Linked DNA regions of Danio rerio: regions 1 and 2 are each linked to region 3. The links are chromatin contacts, called in public Hi-C and HiChIP or PLAC-seq maps. All regions are on one chromosome and are shown on one strand. Each heading gives the region's core, a stretch centred on a gene start, on an enhancer-like site or on the middle of the called end of the contact. The rest is flanking DNA. Distances are from core to core; before and after follow the strand shown.

Evidence for each region. Hi-C and Micro-C count contacts between places; a contact is called where the count stands out from the background. HiChIP or PLAC-seq counts read pairs in DNA pulled down with a chosen protein or histone mark.
Region 1: an H3K4me3 HiChIP or PLAC-seq map of gastrula embryo shows a contact between it and region 3, with 4 times the contacts expected there. The contact joins the promoter of lrp5 here to the promoter of ppp6r3 in region 3. A contact is called at or near these places in 3 of 18 Hi-C or Micro-C datasets (caudal fin, embryo and fibroblasts) and 3 of 4 datasets of contacts at active chromatin or transcription factors (caudal fin, embryo and gastrula embryo).
Region 2: a contact with region 3 is called in a Hi-C map of hematopoietic stem cells, with 3 times the contacts expected there. The contact joins the promoter of wu:fa25f02 here to the promoter of ppp6r3 in region 3. A contact is called at or near these places in 5 of 18 Hi-C or Micro-C datasets (caudal fin, embryo, fibroblasts and 2 more) and 3 of 4 datasets of contacts at active chromatin or transcription factors (caudal fin, embryo and gastrula embryo).

Annotation. Positions count from the first base shown.
Region 1 is chr25:11,586,416-11,590,451 of GRCz12tu, forward strand. It overlaps lrp5 (low density lipoprotein receptor-related protein 5), which reads right to left and starts at 2,199. Exons shown (of 24, transcript NM_001430956.1): 1 at 1,991-2,199. The coding sequence starts at 2,072.
Region 2 is chr25:11,610,895-11,614,406 of GRCz12tu, forward strand. wu:fa25f02 reads right to left here and starts at 1,500. Exons shown (of 5, transcript XM_685812.11): 1 at 1,252-1,500.
Region 3 is chr25:11,446,524-11,450,149 of GRCz12tu, forward strand. ppp6r3 (protein phosphatase 6, regulatory subunit 3) reads right to left here and starts at 1,561. Exons shown (of 25, transcript NM_199684.2): 1 at 1,423-1,561.

The DNA.
Region 1 (4,036 bases), core at 949-3,448, 140 kb after region 3:
TATTAATCTGGAAAGTCATGGTCAGCAACTACCCATCTAGACGAGAATTATTTTTTACTTTTAAACTAATTACCTGTTAACTGTGAACTAATTATCATGTCCTAATCTTAGTTAATGTAATGGAAAAAAAAAAACTGAATTTAGTTTACTCTTGATGCAAGTAAGTCATGTTTACGTCGTTAGCATATCCACGTTACAGCAACTGGAATACAATTTTACTTCATTATTTGAACTATTGTGGCTATAACTACGAACTATTATTTCGTAACTAGGCATGGGTCGGTAAAGAATTTGATGGTATGATAACCTTGGATAAAAATATCACGGTTTTACGGTATTGTGATTACTGCTCTAAAATAAGTTCTTTTTAAATATCTGGGTTAAAAACAACAACTTTTTCCCCTTCAAACACAATATATTTTATTTTGAGAAATATTTCAAATGTTTTGGAGCAGTAAACATGTCAGGCTAAATAATTAAAATTACTCATTGACTTCTGCTGTCTTCATTAGTTTTAAAATGACATCTTTGGTAAAAAAAAAAAAATGTAATTAAAAAAATATTTCACATACCTTGGGAACGGCATTACAGAAAATTAAGGCAGTTTTAAAACCTTAACTTTTTCAAACTGCAGTATACCTTGAAAACGGTTGTCATTCCATGCCTATTCGTAACTATTAACTCATTTATAATAACATATCAAGGCTTTTTACTCTCCTGGTCCATTCTAAATGACCAATTAAAATAGTGCAAATGGTGACTAGATACCGACAGGTATTTACACACAAGCTAATCTTTAAAGTCATGACCATCAACTGCCCATGTAGACCAGAAAACTAATTTTATAAACTTTTAAACTAATAACTTGGTAACTGTAAACAAATTATCACATTAGTTAATGTAATAAAAGTTATCAAAGACACAAAAAACTAACTCTTTATATTTTGAATGTCTTTGAGCTTATTAAAAGCGTTTATTTACTCTTGATGCACTTACTCTTACTCTTAAGTCGTTGGCAAATCCACTGTATATCGTAAGCATATCCAACTTTCATACAATTTTACTTCATTATTTGAACTATTATGCCTTTTTTGTAACTATTCGCTTCTTTATTATAACACGTTAAGTCTTTTTACTCTCCTGGTCCATTCTAAATGACTAGTTAAAATAGTGCTAATGGTGTCTAGATACATACAGGTATTTACACATATCTTTTAAGTCATGACCATTGACTACCTATGTAGACCAAAAAACTAAATTTAATCAACTTTTAAACGAGTTATCTGTTAACCTTAAGCGAATTATCACTTTAGTAAATGTTATAAAAGTTATCAAACACACAAAAAATCCAACTCTTTATATTTTGAGGGTCTTTGAGCTCGTTAAAAGTGTTTCTTTATTCACTCTTGATGCACGTAGTCATGTTTACGTCGTTAGCATATCCACTTAACTCTTACCGCAACTGCTCCCATTCAGGTAAAATAAAAAGTAGCACGTCTTTAGAATAGTTTCAGACTCAAAGTAATACATTTTACACTCTTTTCTCGCTGTTTGACACCCGACACCACCGAGGCCTCCATAACACTACAACCAGAGCAGTTTACACGTCTTGGGAACTTAAAAAAAACTCGGATGAAACCAAGTCAAACACTTCCAACAGGAATCACCAAAAGGATTTTCGTTTTGTTTTTTGTTTAAAAGCTTCAACCAAGCTTGCAGAAAAGCAAATCTCGGTTTACAAACCCACCTCAGAATGAGGTTACGATAAACTTCTCGCACACTCAGTTCACTAAAGTTACTATAGTTGTATTTTTAGCTGTAAAATACTCGTACCAAAACAAAATGCGCGTAAAGTAAGGCAAAACCCAGCCAAGCAGCGGTTTAGTCTCGCGCTCGTGCGTTTTTACTTTGTATCACATTGTTCGCCGAGCTATAATGACTTCAACACCTCCGAGCCGCAGGAAAACTCCACAAAAACTCTTTTACTCACCGCGAATCACCGTCAGACTACAACAAAGCAGCAGTTCCAGCAATAAAATCTCCATCGCAAGCGCTCTGGGCTTTAATTCCATAATCCCAGCTCCATTTCTTCGAGGTATTGGTGTTAGGAGAAAGTTTGTTAGTCCGTAGGTCGATCAATCGGACTTTTTTTTCGCCCGAGCGACTTTTCTAGCGATAGTAGAGGAGGCACGAGGAGGGGAATGACTGACTGACAGCGGAAACTGATCGACGTCATCAACAGGGATTGCGCGGCGCTGTGGAGCGCTCGTCTGGCTGGCAACACACCATAAAGCTAAATGCTTAGTTGTTTAGTTATTCATATCACTTTACTGCAACGTTAAAAAGAAAAACATATATATATATATATATATATATATATATATATATATATATATATATATATATATATATATATATATATATATATATATATATATGTTTTTCTTTTTAACGTTGCAGTAAAGTGATATGAATAACTAAACAACTAAGCATTTAGCTTTATGGTGTGTTGCCAGCCAGATAATTCTGATTTCTTAATATAATTAAGATAATAATTCTGATATATATATATACAGAATTATTATCTTAATTATATTAAGAAATCAGAATTATAAGCCCCCCTAAATAATAACACCCCCTCTTTATTTTTTCGCCAATTTCTGTTTGGCGGAGAGAAGATTTTTTCAACACATTTCTAAACATGATAGTTTTAATAACTAATTTCTAATAACTGATTTATTTCACTTTGCCATGATGACAGTAAATAATATTTGATTAGATATTTTTCAAGAGACTTTTATACAGCTTAAAGTGACATTTAAAGGCTTAACTAGGTTAATTAGGTTAACTTGGCCTCCCTGTGTTGGCATGGGTTTTCTCCAGGTGCTCCGGTTTGCCCAAGTCCAAAAACATGTGGTATAGGTCAATTGGGTAAGCTAAATTGTTCGTAGTGCATGAGTGTGTATGGATGTTTTCCAGAGATGGGTTGCAGCTGGAAGGGCATCCGCTGCGTAAAACATATGCTGGATAAGTTGGTGGTTCATTCCGCTGTGGCGACCCCAGATTAATAAAGGAACTAAGCCGAAGAGAAAATGAATGAATGAATATATTATATAATATTCTAAAAGGAATAAGACTGAACTTAAGGGGGAAAATCAAGTTTCAAATTGTTTCTTATTTGTTAAACTCTGAATAAACTGATGTTTTCAATCAATTTGACATGTTTTTAGTCCTATTTTTAATTGTAACCATAAAATAAAGGCAAGAACTTTTAAAAACAGAAAAGAACTTTAAATCTAGGCATTGATTGCAAACATGTGGACTGAGCATTTTATTGTCAAATATTATTGTATTTTATTCTAAATAATGATTACAGTGACGACAACAACAACAACAACAATAAAACACTGTAAAACCCAACAGTCAACTTTATCAAATAAAATGAGTGTAGTTAACTCAAAATTGACTGAAAGTTAATTCTACTCATTTGAAAAGATTTTTGAACTCAGTGTTAAAGGTATTAAATTAATTAAATACATCATGACTTCAACTTAAATGGGGTAAGTTCACAGTATTAATATAGATTAGTTCTTTAACTCAAATGATTTGTAGCAATCGGTTTACTCAAACAGTTTGAGTTGCCTTAACTTATTGGGTTTTACAGAACTCATTATAGTTTTTGAACTTAAATGGTTTGTTGCAATCAGTTTTCTCAAATGGTTTGAGTTACCTTGACTTTTTGCATTTTACAGTGTAGTAATACAATTGTGTTACCTTAAAATAAAGGATAAATATATAGTTGTTTTTCCCTCCCAAATAATGGCCAACCAGCCAACTCTGCATTTATCATCCCCCACCCCCACCCCCAAAATTACTAACTTATCATGTTCCAGTAATAGTAACCAATAATAGCAATGCAAGTAAAATGCAGTCAGTCCCTTATGTGGTTTAAAAAAAAATAAAGTTCTGTTATTTATATTGTGGTGTGATTTCTATTTTTATGGCTATTGTTGTTTAATTATTTTTTTGTTATCCA
Region 2 (3,512 bases), core at 250-2,749, 160 kb after region 3:
TTGAACAATTTCAGTAATATTATTGATTAATTTAAAAGTGTTCCTTTGATTTATTTACAAATACAATACAGTTTGTAAAGTATTATTTTCTGTCTTTCAGCATACATATTATATGAGAGACTTGCTTTGTTTACCTAATAAGTGGATCTAGATCAGGGATGTCAAACTAAATTCCTGGAGGGCCGAAGCCCTGCTTCGTTTAGTTTTAACCCTAATTAAACACACCTGATCAAACTAATTTTCCTTCAGGCTTGTATAAAACCTACAGGTAAATGTGTTGGAGCAGGGTTGGAACTACACTGTGCAGGGCTGTGGCCCTCCAGGAATTAAGTTTGACATCCCTGATCTAGATGGATTTGAATTGTAAACATTAAATGAAAGTTAAAAAAAGTATTATTTTTATTTTATTTATTTATAGTTACGATCCCCCAAAATAATTCCGCATAAATCCGCAGATTTTTTACAAAATTCTCTGCAGAAATAGCAAAAAAAATGTCAGCAGATTCTGTCTGGTCCTAGTAATGAGGTATTTAATAAACTCATTACCTTCAGCACCGAGTTCAAAACTCTTTTTAAATGAGTAGAATTAACTTTGTCAATTTTGAGTTAACTACATTCATTTCATTTGATAAAATTGACTGTTGGGTTTTATAGTGTAACAAATATATATTCACCTTTGTTCCAGAGGCAATAAGGCTTACATTTTAGCAAGTTTTAAATGTTTAACATACGAGTACTTTTTTGAACTATTTATGAAGTTATTATGAAATTTTTAAATATGGTTTGTAAGTGATTTGCCTCTTTATGTAACTGCTGTATCACGATGCTACTGCCCTAATTTAAAAGCCCTTGGTGTGATTAATAACGTTGTTAAACTTAATATGATATGTTTAAGTGTAAAGGTTAACATTCAATTGCATTATGTAAAAGCACACTCAAAATGCTGGTGTGTTTAATATTATGGTTATGAACTTTTTAAGAGCCTTTTCTAGGTTAATACGGGGCAGTTAATTTAGGAATGTGAAAACAAACGACATCATTGTTTGCCCTTTACAAAGGAACATGTGTCTTCTAACTGACTTGCATCTGAATCTGTTATTTTTTCCCCTCAGACACACCCTTATCACAATTAAAATATACAATTTGACTGGAATAGTTTGAAGAATAAATATATTATCACAAAGAAATCAGAAAACAAACATATGTCCTAATCCTGTCGAACACACAATAGGTTAACGAGGATCCACTTACCAACTGAAGCAAAATAAATGTGTTAGTCTCGATGTAAACAGCAGCGTTTCCAGAACCCTCTTCTTTATTGCGGTTTACGAACACGAGCGACAAAACAGCATCTCATTCTTCAATGCGGCGGCGGTTTATTGTCACTCCCCTGTCAAATGTTTCATATTTTCAATCGAATAGTTTATGTAAGTAACAGCTTGCTGACAGACAAGATACACGGGTGATGCGACAAGAGGAAATACAGGATTTCCGGGTCACGCCGCGTCCGCGAGTGCGTCAAAATCAAAGTCCTCGGCTCATACATTTCACGTTTGTTTTGATTGGATCGTAAATTAATTAACGGCTAATTAAGCTACATTTAGTTGTTGATTATATTATCACTGCATTGGCAGTTTCTTAAATATCGTTAATAGAAGGTTTTATAAATAATTTAGCCTACAACGAAAGTGAAGACTTTACTTGTGAACATATAAGTTACGTATATATATATATATATATATATATATATATATATATATATATATATATATATATATATATATATATATATATATATATATATATATATATATATATATATATATATATATATATATATATATATATATATATATATATATATACAGGACTGTAGCCTGCCTAGTGAAAGGGGTTTTTTTTCTCAAAAACTGGACCATTCGACTTATTTTAATTTAATTATGTGGTTTAAATTCTGCATTTTAGAGAGATTTTAATCACTTTTTTTTTGCTGGATTAGCTTGTCGAATGGACGCTTTTTGTGTACATGAAGAAACATGAAGAAGAGGCTACTTTAAAGCTACTTTATGATATATCACATACTGAAAATATCAATCTGTTAAAGTTTTACATTTGAAACTGTGGCCTATTGTCATTTAATTGGCAAATAATAAATTGGTCGTTCAGCTTTTCTCTGTCTCCAAATTTGCCTATTTGAATAATGAAAAAGAAACATAATACTGTAGAGAGCATCACAACTTTTCTTGTAAAAACAAAGTACATTTGAAAATTCATGAAGAACAACAACAGTCTAATAAGTAATAATATGGGTCGCTTTCGGTGCTTCACAACTTCACAACGAGATTAAGGTCCAAGATTTAGATTACAAGTTACTTAAAAAATGTTTTCCCTATAACAAAAATACAGTGAAAGTTGACTTGCATCAGATTCCGCCATTTTGATGGGTTATTTTGATAATTTATGATGGTATAACAGTCATTGGACAAATGAGCTTATGCATTGGACAAATACTGGACCTTTGTCAGTGGGGTGGGTGGGGGTACTGTGGGTGTGTGTGTATATAGTATATATGTACAAAATGTTAAAAAATTAAACGGGGATATTTTTATATTACTTATCACAATATCATCATATATATGAAATATACTTGACAAAAATGTAACATAAACAATAAACATAACGTTAAATTATAATATTTATTTCGAAGTACTTAAATGGCAAAGTAATCAAACTTTATTTATGCCATTTTCAGATTTCTTCCAGCATAAAATGACTGATTAATGGTGTTTTTCCTCAGGATTTGCAGTATTTCTTTAGTTTTTATGCTTTAAAATGATTTACATAATTTATTTTTATTTATTTATGTATGCAAAAAGAAACACTGAGAAAAAAAACGAGAAGTGCTTCTATGCTATTTTCAGATTTTTTTGCGTTGTAAAATGACTGATTTGATGGTATTTTTTTCAGGATTTGCATTTTTTTTTGAGTTGTTAGACTTTGACAGTATTCACATCTTGTAAAGCATTTATTTATTAATTTATATGCAAGAAAAGGAAACAGAAGAAAAACAAATTGAGAAAAGTGCCTCTATTATGCTATTTTCAGATTATTTGTGGTTTAAAATGACTGATTTCATTGTTTTTCTCAGAATTTTCAACATTTTTTAAAGTTGTGAGGCTTTGACAATATTCACATCATGTAAAACCTTATTTTTATTTATTTATACGCAAAAAAAGAAAACTCTGAGAAAAACAAAATGAGTAAAGTGCCTCTACTATGCTATTTTCAGATTTCTTGCAGCATAAAGTGACTGAGACAATGGTGTTTTCTTTTCAGAATTTGCTGCATTGCTTCAGTTTTTATGCCTTAAAAATATATACATCTCGTAAAACCTTATTTTGATTTATTCATATGCAATAAAAGAAAACTGATAAAAATAAAATGAGAAAAGAGATTTATATGTACAAAATGTAAAAAAAATAAATAAACGGGGACATTTACATTACCTACCA
Region 3 (3,626 bases), core at 311-2,810:
TAGCATAAGTGACAAGCATCAATTACAGTGCATGAAAGTGACAGATCTGTAAATGATTATCAGCAGCACATCCTCTGATACTGAACTCGCTAGTCAGGACAGTGACGCATGTAGCACGACGAGTTTTAAATAAATGTGCAGCGGTGAACCAGACAGCTCTTATTTAATTGTATAGATGAACTACACCGCAGCATCTGAGACTATATTTATGCCAATTTAATGGTACACGAAAATGCATAAAAGCATCAAGCACATAATATACTTCTGACCTAGACTATTTATCTTTAGAGTACGGAAATTTGTCACGTAATGCGTTCAGTTGTCGGGAATATGTAGATATTTGCATTAAACCTAAACTTGTATTTTCACCATGAGATGACAATTTCTGCTACAGATTTGCTAGTCTCATACTTTATCAAAAAGCTGTGTATTTATTGCCGTTCAAATCTTTTCAGGTTCACTTCCACCAACTTTATCCTGTGCAAAAAGGTCGAAGAACAACAAACTGACATTAGATCACCTGTACCATTCAGCTTGAGTAACTCTGTGCTGAAGAAAATCCTCGTGACTCCCTCTCTGGGGCTATAAAAAGGGTTGCCAAACCTCTCCAGCATCCCAGAGGCCACAACAACAACCACCACCACCACAAGTCCTCCGGTTGCACTCAAAATCAAGTCTGAAAAGATGATCTGCCTCAGTGCACTAGAAAAATGTGCTGCCATGTCAAAACAACTAAGACTGTTTACAAGGGTGAGCGTGATAACAGAAGCCAATCCCTAACGTAGTTACTTATAAGACAAAAAGACATGAGCCAAATAACACAGACCTGTGATCTGCACATATCGAACAGAGCATGAGGGTTGCGTTCAAAATGTCCACTAAAACGCATGTTAACTCTTAACCCTTCAGAAAAATCCTAAATGATCAATAAGAAAGAACTAGTGACGTTTAATAATGAGGCCAATATAAACACTGGGTCCTAAATATAATTTAAAAGGGGCTTTCATCTGTGCATCAAATACTAGTGAGCTGTCTGCCTAGACAGCACTTTGGGGAAAGCAAGTTCAGTAGAAACATTCCAATGGGACTTTCATAAGAGGTTTGCTTACCGCAAAGTGTTGTCTAGGTGGACAGCTCACTGGCTTATGACACACAACCTTTGTGTCTCACTTTCTGAAGTTTTTCAGCATGTCGGGGCCCGGCTTTGGCCGACACTGAGCTTCCGCCGGGAAGATAATACATATTTGAAACTTTTATAGACCCCGGGTGGGTTTAAATATGCCGTACACATCTTAAATGTGAGCATTATTTAGACAAATAAGATAAAGTGTTGAAAATACAACCCATTCTGACTCGGCAAAACAGAGAAGTGCAGCTGGCTAATGCTAAGCTAACAGAGACACACATAACACAAATACGTACCGATTAAGAAAGCGGAATACTCCCAAAGCCCGGCATGAAGACTGGCGAACCTTAAGGTAAAACGGTCACCGGAATAAAAAAGAAAAACGGGGAGAGGTATGAAAAATGAGGTGTTTATAACAGATTGTGACAGGCGCGAAAAGAGAGACCATCAGAGTTCACTTTTCAAGATGGCGGCGTTATCAACTTCAACAGCCCCAACCCCCACCTGAGGTAGAGGAGCTGTCGATCAAAATCCAGTGCTGAGCGCTGATTGGCTACACTGAATGTTGATTTAAACAGGACGTGTTTGTTTTCCAGGATAAATCTTCGATTTAAACGCCCCGAAAACGGAGATTAACTTCAAAACTGTATGCCTTTTAATGGGATTACAGAACTGTTGCAATAATACATGCTATAATCAATATTTAAACGAAACGAAATATTAAGACACACCCACACTACCTACAGCCAATCGTATTTTAAGTCGATTTAAAATCACTCTTCTGATTGGGTCGCGAGAATGTCAATAAAAGGCTGATTTCAAAACTAAAAGTACGGCGACATCAAAACGCACGCATTGCTTTATCTCACCTTATTTATGAGAGCCTGTCCGCTGAACGCATTCTCTAAGTTCCAACATATCCAAATCATAAAGACGACGCGTTAACAGTTTCTTTACAATTGTACGCAAAGTCCCCGGTTCCCAGTGCCGCTTTCAGGATTGCCTTAACCGGCTGGTTTCTTTGCAACGCCCTAGCAACAATAAGACGTCACGATGATTGACACGCCACTGGTCCAATCAGCGACGAGTGCATGAACCACATAGTACTGAATGGAGACTCCAGTTTGCCTCAAGAAAAGTATTTTAAATGGTAAACCAACAGAGCAAATATTACATAAAACAGGATTTTAATTTACACCAAGCTATATTATATACAATAGACGAGTTGTAAAGGGACAGTTCCTGCTTGATAGATAGATAGATAGATAGATAGATAGATAGATAGATAGATAGATAGATAGATAGATAGATAGATAGATAGATAGATAGATAGATAGATAGATAGATAGATAGATAGATAGATAGATGGAAAACATGCTGAAATAAAATATAGTATGGTGACACATTGTTTACACATTGCTTGCATGTTTTAATGCGTTTCTAGGGTCAGTTAACATTTAAGGCACACTACATAACATTATTCAATTAAAAATGATAAACAGACACTCGATAAAAAAATTAATGCATTAATTTTGTTTTGCTCCCCTTTTTCATAAGCTCAATTCTCCTTTGCCGGGGTAACCCATCCACCTCTCAAGTGTGGCATATAACTCTAAATGTGCAGTTTTTATAAAACAGAACAATACCGCAGATGTCGGGAAGTTTAGAGTGAGCATGCAATTGACATGCAGACTGCACGATATTCCACCAGAGCTGCTGCCTGTGAATTTAGTGTTCATGTTTGGACCAGCATTTATGACAGTGTGTTCCAGTTCCAGCCCATATCCAGCAACTTTGCACAGCCGTTAGCTATGTTTCCATCCAAAAATGCAAATGAACTTTATGCGCAAAACTGGATTATTGCATAAAAGATGAGCGAATAAAGCAGCGTTTCCATCCAACGAGTCAAAGCGAACAAAATTGTCACTTCCTGATTAACTCGGGCCAAATATAAACAGTAAAAGTGGAATTTGCGGTGGTAAGAGAAGCTGCGTGAATCTTTTCTTCATTTTATAAATGACTTGCACCTCAGAAGGCAATCCTGACACTCAGTGAACATGTGGTGGTGTTTGAAGGCGTGAGACGTGGAGCACAGACGCTCTTGATTCTGAAGGTAATTAATAATATAATAACACTAATACTAGAAAGGTTAAGGCATTTTAGAATGACCAAAACAACATTTAAGATGTTTTACAATGTGCTCAGCCTGCTGGTTTCTCCATTCACAAACATTTTTACCATCACATGATCTCTTATAACAAAATCACATGACCTTTTTAATGCACATACTGGAATTTGTTCGGTAAAAGTGTTTCCATCGCAGTTTATCTGCATCTTTTTGTATCGAATTAAAAGTTTATCCTACTTAGTTATGCGCATACGTTCTTTAATGCGCAGTTTCAAAATGTATGCGCATCTTGGTGTTTCCATTAACCATTTTTTATGCGCATTTCCAAAATGCAAATAAAAATAGGTGGATGGAAACGTAGCTAATGTAGAG